Linked DNA regions of Sus scrofa: region 2 is linked to region 1. The links are chromatin contacts, called in public HiChIP or PLAC-seq maps. All regions are on one chromosome and are shown on one strand. The core of a region is the stretch at or near the end of the contact, and the rest is flanking DNA. Distances in the headings are between cores, read along the strand shown. Region 1 holds the start of FAM32A (family with sequence similarity 32 member A). Region 2 holds the start of LOC110259329 (docosahexaenoic acid omega-hydroxylase CYP4F3-like).

Region 1 (5,957 bases), core at 1,757-4,256:
CCCAGTGGGGCCTCCAGCCCCAGTTGCCATTTGATGGCACTAGATTCCAAGGAAGGCCAGTAGGAGAACCACCCACCTAAGCCTAGTCAACTCATAGAAGCATGAGATACAATGTGGACTTCCCTCTGGCTGTTCCTCCCTTCCCCTCCTGTTCTCCTTGGCTGCCTCCTCATCTCCCTCTACACCCAGGTAGCTCCCACCTGACTGATACTCCCTCTCCCTCTGAAGTATCCACCTTGTCCACCCCACCTCTTCCTGCTGCCATGAGTCCAAGTGAGGCCTGTGTCTCCTCACAAGAGGTCACACTGACTTGACCAGCTGTCACCAATGCCAGGTACTTGGCATGGCTCTGCCCTCTCTCTTCCCACTCCCTGGACCTAGTTCACAGGTGTCCTGGGTGCTGGTGACAACCCCACGTCACAGACAAGAGAAAGTGAGGACAGATGGGCAGTGATGAGAGCAGTGATGAGGCTGGGGATGTCAAGCCCTGACCCTCTCCACCAGGTTGGGGCCTTCCTCCCAGGAGCTGTCCAGCTTTTTAAAGCCCACTGTGCTCAATCCAACAAGGAACTCAACCAACAAGGAAATGTGCATTTCCCAACTGCACTTTACTTTGCCTTCACCTGCTCCCTTCTCTCTCATCCACCTCATCTTTTTCTTTCACCTGATGCAAATGTAACTCCCAGCAGTTTTCTGGTTTTCAATGCCAGCAACAAAAATTTCACCCTGAAATTCCACCCTACAGCTACAGGCCTGTTTCTCTGTTGCCTGTAACAGCAAATCGTTCAAGATATTTTTTTTCACTTTAAAAAGTTTTACTCAAGTATAGTTGTTTTATAATGTTATGTAAATTTCTGTTGTACAGTAAAGTGATTCATTTACCCATACATACATACATATCCATTTTTTTTTCAGATTCTTTTTCCATATAGGTTATCAAAGAATAGAGTTCCATGTGCTAAATATAGCAGGTCCCCACTGACCACCCTTTCCATATACAATAGTGTGCATATGACAATCACAAACTCCCAATCCATCCCTTCCCCCACCTTTCCCCTCTGGTAATCAAGACTTACTCCTAATCCTTGTCTCCACCTCTGCCCTTCCCCACACTCCACTTGGATCCCCTCTAATCAGCTTTTCCCCCCTCCTCATTCCAAATGCCAGCTGAGGGCTCTAAGTGCTCACCTGACTAGACCTCCTGCCAGCATATAATACAGTTGACCACTTCTTCCTTTTTTTTTTTTTTTTTTTTTTTGCATATTGACAGCTTTTTTTAAAAAAGTTTTTTGTTTTTTTGTTTTTAATTATAGCTGATTTCACTCTTCCCTCTGGAAGCAATTTCTCCACTTGGTTTCTAAAGACATGGTCTCTCCTGGCATCTGTGTGTCCTGTGTTCCTTCGCAATTTTCCCCTCTGTCACCCTCTGCTCAGAGGTCAGATCCTAGACCTCTTGTCTGTCGCTACTCCTCCTCAAAGGATCTCATCCAGTCCCAGGGAAATTCCCAATATTTATCTGAGCTCAGGCCTTTCCTTCAAACTGCAGATTCAGGTATCAAAACTGTCCATGAGAATTCTCCACTTGGATTTCTGGCTGGCACCTCAAATTTAACATCTAGTATCAAAATTTTGATCTCCTGCTTTAGAAATCTGCTTTATTTAATTTATTTATATTTATTTTTATTTTATTTATTTATTTATTTTTGTCTTTTTGCCATTTCTTGGGCTGCTCCCGCAGTATATGGAGGTTCCCAAGCTAGGGGTCGAATGGGAGCTGTAGCTGCCGGCCTACGCCAGAGCCACAGCAATGCAGGATCCGAGCTTCGTCTGCAACCTACACCACAGCTCACCACAACGCCGGATCCTTAACCCACTGAGCAAGGCCAAGGATCGAACTTGCAACCTCATGGTTCCTAGTTGGATCTGTTAACCACTAAGCCACAACGGGGAACTCCAAAAATCTGCCTTATTTATTTTTTAATAAAAACTGGGTGGTGAGAGATATGAGAGGTCGGCATAGAATAGATAAGTTCAGCCCATAATGCTTGCAGGAGGAAATAATCAGTCTAGGCCAGTGGTTCTCAGTTGGGGGCCTTGTATTCAATGTTAAGAGAAAACCACTCATTAGAGCCTTAAAACACAACATATCTGAAGCTGCCGAAGTCGTGGAAACACTTCGTGGTGACTTACAGCAGCCCATTTAATATCAACAGCCAGCATCATTTAAGCACTGACTTCATGCCAGACTTAATGCCATTTACCTGCATCACCTCATCCAAAGTTTCCATTCTTCTTAGAAGAAAGCATTATCCTTACCCCTACACATGAGGAAAGTGAGGGAAGGAGAGAGGAGTCCCTGACCCACAGTGTCTTGGGCAAATGAGGGACCGCGCTGGAATCGAAACCGGGATCTCTAGCCCGCCCCTCTGAAATACACTTCGCCAGAGAAGCTTCCTATCCTCGGAGCTCCCCGCAACGGACTCTTGTCTTCTACTCAGGCAGTAGCTTCTCCCGGTAATTAACGTCCACTCTGGCCACTCGCCCTCCCCGGAGTGTCCTGGGGTAGATCCTGGTTACAAGTCTCCAGGCCCTGCCTCTGAATCCACCCCGGGAGATGCGGGGCGTCCCTCGGCTCCTCACCCAACTTACCCGCTTCTCCTGCATCTTTTCGAAAGCCGCCTGGGCCGGGGTCCGCTTGTCCAGGCCGCGCCGCTTCTCCTCTTCGTTCTTTTTGCTCGTTCCCATGGCTTCCAGGAGTTTCGCCTTGTCTTTGTCCTTCTTTTTCTTCTTCCTGGGGAGACGGGTGGGAGCGAGGGTAATGGCAGGTCAGAGCACCAACCCCGGGCCTCAGGAAGAAGCTTAAAAAGGCAGAATATGGGGTCCCGTGGGCTCTCGGGACTTACCGCTTGGTCACTCCGAGCTCTGCTACACCTTTCAGCTTCAGGGGCCCCCTTTGGACTTGCTCGTAGTCTTCCATGGACCCGGTTTGACGTTCGGGCTGTAAAAATGCCACACTTCCTGTTTGAGAAAGCAACTTCCACCCAAACGCCCGCCTCCCTTTGTTTTGATTGGCTTATCCAGGCGGTGCGCGTGCGCCCTTGGAAGCCGCGTTCGCCACACCTCTGGGTTCCGGGTTGGGCCTGGAGGTCAGGTGAGTTCACATCCTCTGCATTCTGCATCCTGCCTCCTGCCATACTTCCGGCCTTGGTGCTACTTCCGAGCCCATTCACCACCTCCCAACCCTCCCCCACCACCCGGCCCTTTCATCCTCCACACCCTCCTCGCTCACTCTTTGACAGAGAAGCAGTTTCCTAAAACCCAACGTTTTCTTGAGTTTATTGCCATATTTTGAGGGTTCAACAGATTACCTAATTTTGTAAACCTAATTAGTAGTGGTTAGTTTTCCAGCTTTTGGTAAATGATAGTAATATGTGAAATATATTGTTGGTGGCATTTAAGAATTGTCTTTTTTCTTTTTACCACTGCACCTGTGGCATATGAAAGTTCCTAGGCTAGGGGTGGAATTGGAGCTGCAGCTGCAGGCCTATGCCACAGACACCACATCTGTGACATACTCTGCAGCTTGCTGCAATGCTGGATCCTTAATCCGCTGAGCAAGGGGCAGGGATTGAATCTGCATCCTCACGGAGCTACACCCGGCTCTTAACTCACTATGCCACAGTGGGAACTCCTAAATTATTTTTTAAAATCAGTTTTATTGAGGTACAATTTATAAACAGTAAAAGACACCCATTTACATTGTACCCTTCCATGAATATTGTCACATTTATACACCTATGTAATCGCCTGTACAATCAAAATATAGAACATTTTGTCACCCCCAAATTCCTTTGTTCTTCTTTCCAGTTAACCCTTCTATCCCTCTTCCCAGGCAACTCCAAATCTGTTTTCTCTCACTATAGGTTGTGAATGTCTTTTTAAAAATGTTTCATGTACATGGAATCATAACACATGTGTTTTCTTGAGTTAGAGTTTCACTGGGCATAATGTGTTTGAGATCCCTCCTGTTGTTGGGTACAACAGTATTACCATTCTTCTTCTTTGGTGAGTGTTATTCCACATAACTGGAACAGACACCCACCCCCCACACCCACCATGTCCTCCACCTGCCTCTTGTTTGCAGAAAAACTTTAGCTTCCGAGGCTTCCTTTGAATTCCAAAGAGTAAATTTAATCAGAGAAGTGAGAAATTGCAGAAACAAAGGAAAACAGTCAAGTGAGACAAAATAATAATGGTTTAGCTATTAAACAAACTCAAGGGCCTTTGGTTCCTCCTCAAGGGCTATAGATAATATTCTGAGCCATATCCTTTAAGCTGTTTTGTAGATACTGAAACCTCTACCAGGTGAAGGAAGATAACTATATGCTGCCCACAAGCATATAGACCCCAGACTTGTTGGAACCAAAAAGTTGACGATGTTGACTCCCAGTTAACTCACCACCAGCCAATCAGAACTATGTCCATGAGCTGATCACGAACCCTGGCTTCACTCAGTGAGTTAAGGATCTTGCAGGGTGTGAGCTGAGGTGTAGGTCACAGATGCAGCTCAGATCTGGCAATTGCTGTGGCTGTGGCATAGGCCCGGCAGCTGTAGCTCCGATTGGACCCTAGCCTGGGAACTTTCACAGGCCGTGGGTGCAGCCATGTGTGTGTATGTGTGTGTTTTTATATATATAAAATAAAAACCTTTCCCTTAAAACAGAGAGTTTGGGCCTTTTGAACACTAGCTACCTGGACTCCTTGTTTGGTGCCCTGCAATAAACTCTGCACTTTCCTTCATCACAGCCTGGTGTCAGTAGATTGTGACAGGACCAAGTTTGATTTGGTAACACCATTATATAGAAATATATTCAATTTGTTTATCCACTCACCTGTGGATAGATACCTGGGTTGTTTCTAGTTTGTGGCCATAATGAATACAGCTGCTGTGAACATAAGCATATGTCTTTGTATGGACACAGGTCTCAATTCTCTTGGGCTCACTCCAGATGCCTTCACTACTTGAGGTAGAATTGTAGCAAGGTTTGGTTTTCCTCAGAATGAAATGTTGATTGTCAGCAACTCTGGCTTTGTGGCTGTGATAAGAGGAAATAATTGCAGAAGGTATACTGAAAAACCTGATCTTCCAGGAGTCCCCACTGTGGTACAACACTAGGATGCAGGTTCTGTGCCCTCCTGGCATAGTGGGTTAAAGCCTCTGGCATTGCTGCAGCTGTGGTGTAGTTCACAGCTGCAGATCGGATCTGATCCCTGGCCTGGGAATTCCATATGCCGAGTGATGGCCAAAAAAGAAAAGCAAAAAACATCTAATCTTCCAGTGTCATAACACCTGGGGCTCATGGGTTGGGTATTTTATTCCCTGATATCATGAATAATTTGTTGAATAAGCAGAACTATTATCATAACTAAAACACGGTTCTATTTTTGTTTCCTTCCATCCTTTTATTATTTATTTATTTAGTCTTTTTGCCTTTTCGAGGGCCACACCAGCAGCGTATGGAGGTTCCCAGACTAGGGGTCTAATAGGAGCTGTAGCCTCCAGCCTACACCAGAGCCACAGCAATGCCAGATCCAAGCCGTGTCTGTAACCTACACCACAGCTCACCACAACGCCAGATCCTTAACCCACTGAGCAAGGCCAAGGATCGAACTTGCAACTTCATGGCTCCTAGTTGGATTCGTTAACCACTGAGCCACGACAGGAACACCTTTTTTTTTTTTTTTTGTCTTTTGTACTTTTAGGGCTGCACCCATGGCAAATGGAGATTCCCAGGCTAGGGGTCTAATCAGAGCTGTAGCTGCCCGCCTACACCAGAGCCACAGCAATGCCAGATCTGAGCCACATCTGCAACCTACACCATAGCTCATGGCAATGTGGGATCCTCAACCCACTGAGTGAGGCCAGGGATTGAAGTCGCAACCTTATAGTTCCTAGT
Region 2 (5,957 bases), core at 1,310-3,809, 490 kb after region 1:
TGTAGGAATCTGCACAAATGGAGGGGAAATCTCTGCTTTCTCCTGCTCCTTCCCTCGGGGGAAGGGAGGATCCTGGAGCCTCTCCAACTCCCAAAAGTGCATCGCAGGGTACAGGGAGAAGAAACCCTCTCTGCCCACAGCGAAGCTGACCTTGGCTGAAGAAGACAGATTTTTCTCCTCCAGGGAGTGGTTCATGCCCCTGGGGCATCCCAGGGAGGAAATCCCTATGAGGGAAGTTTGTGGAGTTTGTGGGTAAGATGGTTGCTCTGGACTTGTCCCTGGGTTTTGTCCCCAAATCCTGTCTTGTTCTGGTCACTCCACACAACTAGAACATGCATGCTCAAGGTTCTGCAGACCTGGGACCTTCCAGTCCCAGCAGACCCCAAGGGGCATAGTGAATTATGCCCATCAATCAGGACAGCAACTCTGACACATGAACTCCCTCTGCTGGCCAGGTTCTGTGCAGATACATCTTGTCTATTAATCGCTCCATAACCTATGGACCTGTCACTCAGTTGTGCATTTACAAATGAAGAAACTGAAGCTATAGTCCCCAAAAGTGAGAGGAGGGAAGGTCCCCTCCTGGTGAAACATTCTCCCCCTCATAATACCCCATTCAAGCCTGACAAATACTCCCTGGTGCTCTGGGAAGCTGAATATAAGTCATATTCACCTTTGTGACTCAGTCCCCTCTCCCCAAGGACACCGAGGTAAGGATTCAAAGCACTTGATGAGATTGGTCCAGAGAGGGAGAGTGAGTCAGCTGAGGTCACACAGCAAGAGGAGCTGGGGGGAGGAAAACTTCCAAGACCAGTCCCCTCAGGCAAGCCCTTGGAGAGGAAGGCAGAACAACAGCAAATTTGTAACTTTCCTGCTGCTTACAAGGCTCACTGAGGCCATTTCAAGACCCTGAGTCTCAGGAAATCTTCACAGTGAGCTTCAGCATGCCCCCATTCTGAACTTTGCAGTAACAAACACGAAAATTGCAGTAAGTCCTTTCCCAAGTTGTAGTTCTCCTCCCAGGCAGGAAAGGAAAACTGTGCTCCTCTCTCAACAGCACTGGGAGATGGGAGGAGCTGGAAACCCATTCCTTTGACCTTGACGGAGGGAGGTGATAGCAAGTTCATTACCTAGGTCATGAATCATTTATTTTGAGTGCCTACCATACACCAGCCCTGGACTGGACACTGTACTGTCTGCTCCCCAGAACTATCCTCAAATGGGAAAGATGGTCAATAAGTCATTGGACAGTTAGCTATTTATTTAATCATGAGCAGGGCCAAGTCCAAGGTCAAGGTCTGGGGCACAAGGCCCACGGGGATAAGAGAGGGTGGCAGAAGATCTAAGGAAACTTCTGAAAGGGGAAGTGAGGGGCCAACTTCACCCAGATTGGGCAATGGGCCCGTTGGGACATCTAGGGGGAAGGGGAGTAAGAGAAGAGGAAGGTGCTCAGGATGGGGAGGGAGTAGGGAGCTATGACCCTATAGACAGCTAGCTAATTCCTGTGGGGAAGCTGTAGCCCAGAATGAGAAGACCCAAGGAAAAGGGCTGCTTGCAGAAGGCACCCTGGACACTGCCCTTGAGGAGGACTCAAGGCCATCATGGAGACTGGAAAGGCTGGGGGACTAGGCTCTGTGCAGCCTGGCCTCAGATATGTGTGGAACAGGCAGGAAATAGACCTAGAAACAGACTAGGGGTGAAAGGACAGGATGTGGGAAAAGCCTGGGATGGTAGAACAGAGGAATGAATGAGGAAGGGGACTCCTTGGCCTCCCTCATTCTCTGCTGTACCAGACCCCAGCCCAACCCCTGAGCTCCACTCCTGAAGTCCATCCACCTGACCCCACAGAACAATCCTGCTGCCCACACTCACCAGGCCCAGGTGACCCAAGAACCAGTTCCGTTTTGGAGGCTGCGGGAAACCTCGGAGGCGGCGAGCATTGTCATAGGAGGTGTAGGTCCAGACCAGGACTTGGACCAGGAGCCAGGAGGCCCCAACCAGCAGCAGGAGAAGCCATGGTGAGGCTGCCATGAGCCACAGTCCCATCTTGGACAGGCTCAGCTGTAGCATCCTGCAGGGCAAACAGGATGCAGGATGGAGAGTTAGCTCCTGAGACTGAGCAAAGGGCCTTGAGGGTGAGCTCTGAGGCAGAGACAGATAGAAGGAGAGGAGCAAGGGGATGGGGGTGGGATGGTGCTGGGCATGGAACAAGAAGCGCTCAGAGATGGGAAAACATGGGTTCAGAGAGGGGAGGTAGACCCAGGGAAATCCAGAGGCAAAGGGAGAAAAAGACAGAGAGACAGAGACAGAAAGGGACAGAGAGGGAGACTTAGTTACCCATGGTGTCCACTCATCTCCTTAGGCCAGCTCATTCCCTGGAGCCACCCTGCCTTGGGCAGTGTCCTCCCCTAGCCTAGGCCAGGACCCCAAGCCCTTGACCCCCAGCCTGTCACCTTCTGTCAAGAGTGGCTTGTCCCACACAACTTCTTTCCCCTCCTCCTGGAAAGTCTGCCCCTGTCCTCTGACCTAGAGGAAGCTACCAGGGGCCCAGACAAGTCAGCCAATCCCCACAGCCCCATTAACTCCTCCCTACCTGGAAGTTGCCCAAATGGGGTGGGGGAGGCAACAGTGTCACAGAGAGAGAACTAGAGCAGGAACAGCAGCCACCACACCAGCATGTCCCAAACATAAGTCACTGAAGCTTTTTAAGCCCTTTAAGTACATTAACCCCTTTTTTCTCCATTTTACAGATAAGGAAATTGAGACTGAAGAGTGACTCACCCAAAGTCACACAGCTGTGCCCCATGCCTCACACTGGGTACTCTGAACCCCTAAGCTCTTCTCTTTCCATATCTATAAAGAGACATTTAATTAGTACTACCTCTCAATGGTGGGAATCATTAAAAGAGACAATGCTTCTAAAACACATAGGACAGAGGAAGGGCTCTAAAAATGCAAGTCATTGTATTACTGTTGTTATTGCTGTTATTGTAATCATCCAACAGCTCTGTGAGACGAAATTCATGAACCCATTTTTACAGAAGAGGAGCCAGAAATTCCAAAAATTGAAGCAATTTTCTCCAGCCCCCCAGAAAATTAGATAAATATGTCAGGACAGGTGACAGCAAAGCCTGGCACAATGTAGATGCTCTTTAAATATCTGAGGGAGAGATAAACATTTGCAGCAGTGAGTTCTAAGGCTCAGCTGCTAAAATTGTGGTCTACAACACTCCACCATCCCACCATCTTTATCACCTGAGAGATGGCAGTAAATGCCGAATCTCATACCCTTGCCCAGAAATACAGAGTCAGCATTGCATTTCAAAAGATCCACAGGGGAACTGTGGACACTCCTTCAAGTTTTTAGGAAGTGTTGCTTTAAGACTTCTGAGTCTGGATTCTGCAAGGCATGCGGGGAACACAGTATCTTCATGCCTCTGATTCTCGGAGAGTTTTTTTTTTTTTTTTCAGTTATAAAGTAAGGAAAAAATCTATATATCCTGGGCTGCTCATACAATCATATAATTATTGAACCTAAATTATGTGATGGGCACTATTTTAGGCACTAGGGATGCAGCAGTGAGCACTGCAGTCCCTGCTGTCAAGGGGCTCACACTTTATGGTGACATGGGTGATGATGAACTACATAATCAAGGACATGCCAGGCAGTGGTGAGTGATGTGTCCGGGGAAAGGTCCTACCTTCATCCAGGATCAGGGTGGGCAGAGATATGGATGATAAGGGAGAGCCTCCAAGAGCAGGAACTGAGTGGAACACAGGCTACACAAGAAAGCAAGTTTTGTTTTGTTTTTTTTCCTTCTACCTCTGGGCTTGCATATGGATTTCCTGATGTCTCTGTGAGGATGTGGGTTCAATCCCTGGCCTCTCTCAGTGGGTTAAGAATCCAGCATTGCTATTATCTGCAGCATAGTTCATGGATTCAATTTGGATCTGGTATTGCTGTGGCTGGTATAGACATTCAGCTGAAGTTCTGATCCTACCACTGGCCCTGGACCTTAGATATGCCACAAGCAAAGCATTCAAAAGAAAGGGAAAAAAACACCTGGACTAGCATGTGAGATCATGCAACTAATCCTTTGGATAGACAACCATGGCAGTAAATTTTGGCCCCATATGGAATCTATCAGCTGATGTGGAATTTCCATTAGCCATGACCAGTACTCAAACCCCCACAGGTCTCTGCTCTAATCAGAAGGGCAGGATCTGGGCCTGCAATCAAAAGGGCCTGGCTCCCCGGATTCCTGGGTCAGGTGGTAGAAGGAGAAAGGGAGCCAGCACTGGAGGCAAAAAGCCTCAGGGGGAGACTTTCTGTTCATCTTTGGGGATGTTCAGGAGCATCCCCGATGGTTTTTCTGCAAACAAGGAGCATCTCAGCTGCCAAATCACCCAAGCCTGGCTTATGGAAGATTGCCAGCCAGTGTTGGAAGGAGTGGAGCCACTCACCACCCTGCTCCTTCTCCTGGGTCCCTTCCCCCGCTCCCCCCCCACCATCCAGAGTCAGGCAACAGGCAAGCCTGTGTCACATCCGAGGTGGTGGTCACTGTGAGTCACCAGCCTTGGGCACGTCCTGTCACCTCTCTGAACTCAGTCTTTATATCAGTAAAATGGGCTGATAAAACCTCACAGAGAGTTGCAAGTATCCTGTCAGACACAGGTAGAAGGACTTGCCTTGTGGTTAAGGATCTGGCATTGCAACTGCCACAGCTCTGGTCACTGCTATGGTGCAGGCTCCATCCTTTGCCTGAAACCTCCCCATGCCATAGGTGTGCCAAAAAAAAAAAAAAAGCAGGTAGAGAGAGGAGAGGAATGTATGTTTCAAAATAGTATGTGGGTAAAGGTTCCATCGATAAATAAAACTTACAAATGTGTGTGTGTGTGCACATGTTTGTATAACACTGGGAAAAAATCAGGAAGAATCCACACAACACAGAAGAATTTGAGGAAGTAGAATTGTAGTCTCTAATGCATTTCATCCACACTGAGCTGCTGTAACTTTTATTACCAAAACTCAGTTCTGAAAAGAAATAAAGATCTGGCACAATGAGGGGCACAAAGTTTGTACAAAAAACAGATGCACAATTCTTATTTAGTTACCATAACAATACACCTCCCTGGAATCAGCTGGGTTCTCTCTTGAACAAGTATGTATAGCTGCCTATTGGCTGCAGATACACCTTTCATTTCCTCAGCTGTTGGGAAAAATCAAGTCCTGGATTCATCAGAACTGAGTTCAAATCCTAGCTCTGCCACTCAAGGCCTGTGTGACCTTGGGCAAGTCAGTTACCCTCTCTGAGCTTCAGGTCTTCCTCTGTAAATGGAAAAGTGGATTTATACCTCCCAGGTAGTTCATTCCTTAACAACAAATTGTATTGATCCCCTACTCTGTAGCAGGCACATTGGCAGGACCCAGGACTTGAGATGAACAAGACAGTCTCTGGATCATGGTGGTCATGTCTGATGGAAGAAGCCAACTGGAAATCAAACCAGTCAGACTGTGGCAGTAATGAGGGAAATTAACAGAGTGAGATGTGCTAGAAAGCGACTGAGGGGGATGCTCTGGATGGTGTCATCAGAGAAGGTCTTCTTGAGGAGGTGGCCTTGTTACTGAATTCAAGTTTATACTGCTCACTGCATGACAGGCCAATAACTGGAGACACAAGGTGTTGGGGAATGCTGACTTTATTTGGATGGCCAACAGGCCAAAAAGATGGTGGACTAGTGTTCCAAAGAACAATCTCACCTAAGTTGAAATTCAGACATCTTCTATACTAAAAGTGGGGGGTGGGGTGTGACTAGTTGTTGCAAGCTTCTTGGTACCAGATTCCTATGTTCCTATAAGTGTCCACAAGGTCCAGTCATAATGTTCCTGTAAACCTCTGATAAGACAAATGTTATTCTCTGTGCTACAACTTTTTGTCTCTGTATAAATGAAAAGC

The links. HiChIP or PLAC-seq counts read pairs in DNA pulled down with a chosen protein or histone mark.
Region 2: an H3K27ac HiChIP or PLAC-seq map of alveolar macrophages shows a contact between it and region 1. The contact joins the promoter of LOC110259329 here to the promoter of FAM32A in region 1. A contact is called at or near these places in 1 of 5 promoter capture datasets (liver) and 1 of 2 datasets of contacts at active chromatin or transcription factors (alveolar macrophages).

The regions. Positions count from the first base shown.
Region 1 is chr2:61,391,245-61,397,201 of Sscrofa11.1, forward strand. FAM32A (family with sequence similarity 32 member A) reads right to left here and starts at 3,007. Exons shown (of 4, transcript NM_001243887.1): 1 at 2,904-3,007; 2 at 2,650-2,791. The coding sequence starts at 2,977. The region is part of intron 1 of CIB3 (calcium and integrin-binding family member 3); the gene reads left to right.
Region 2 is chr2:61,882,158-61,888,114 of Sscrofa11.1, forward strand. LOC110259329 (docosahexaenoic acid omega-hydroxylase CYP4F3-like) reads right to left here and starts at 2,560. Exons shown (of 13, transcript XM_021083607.1): 1 at 2,454-2,560; 2 at 1,873-2,071. The coding sequence starts at 2,070.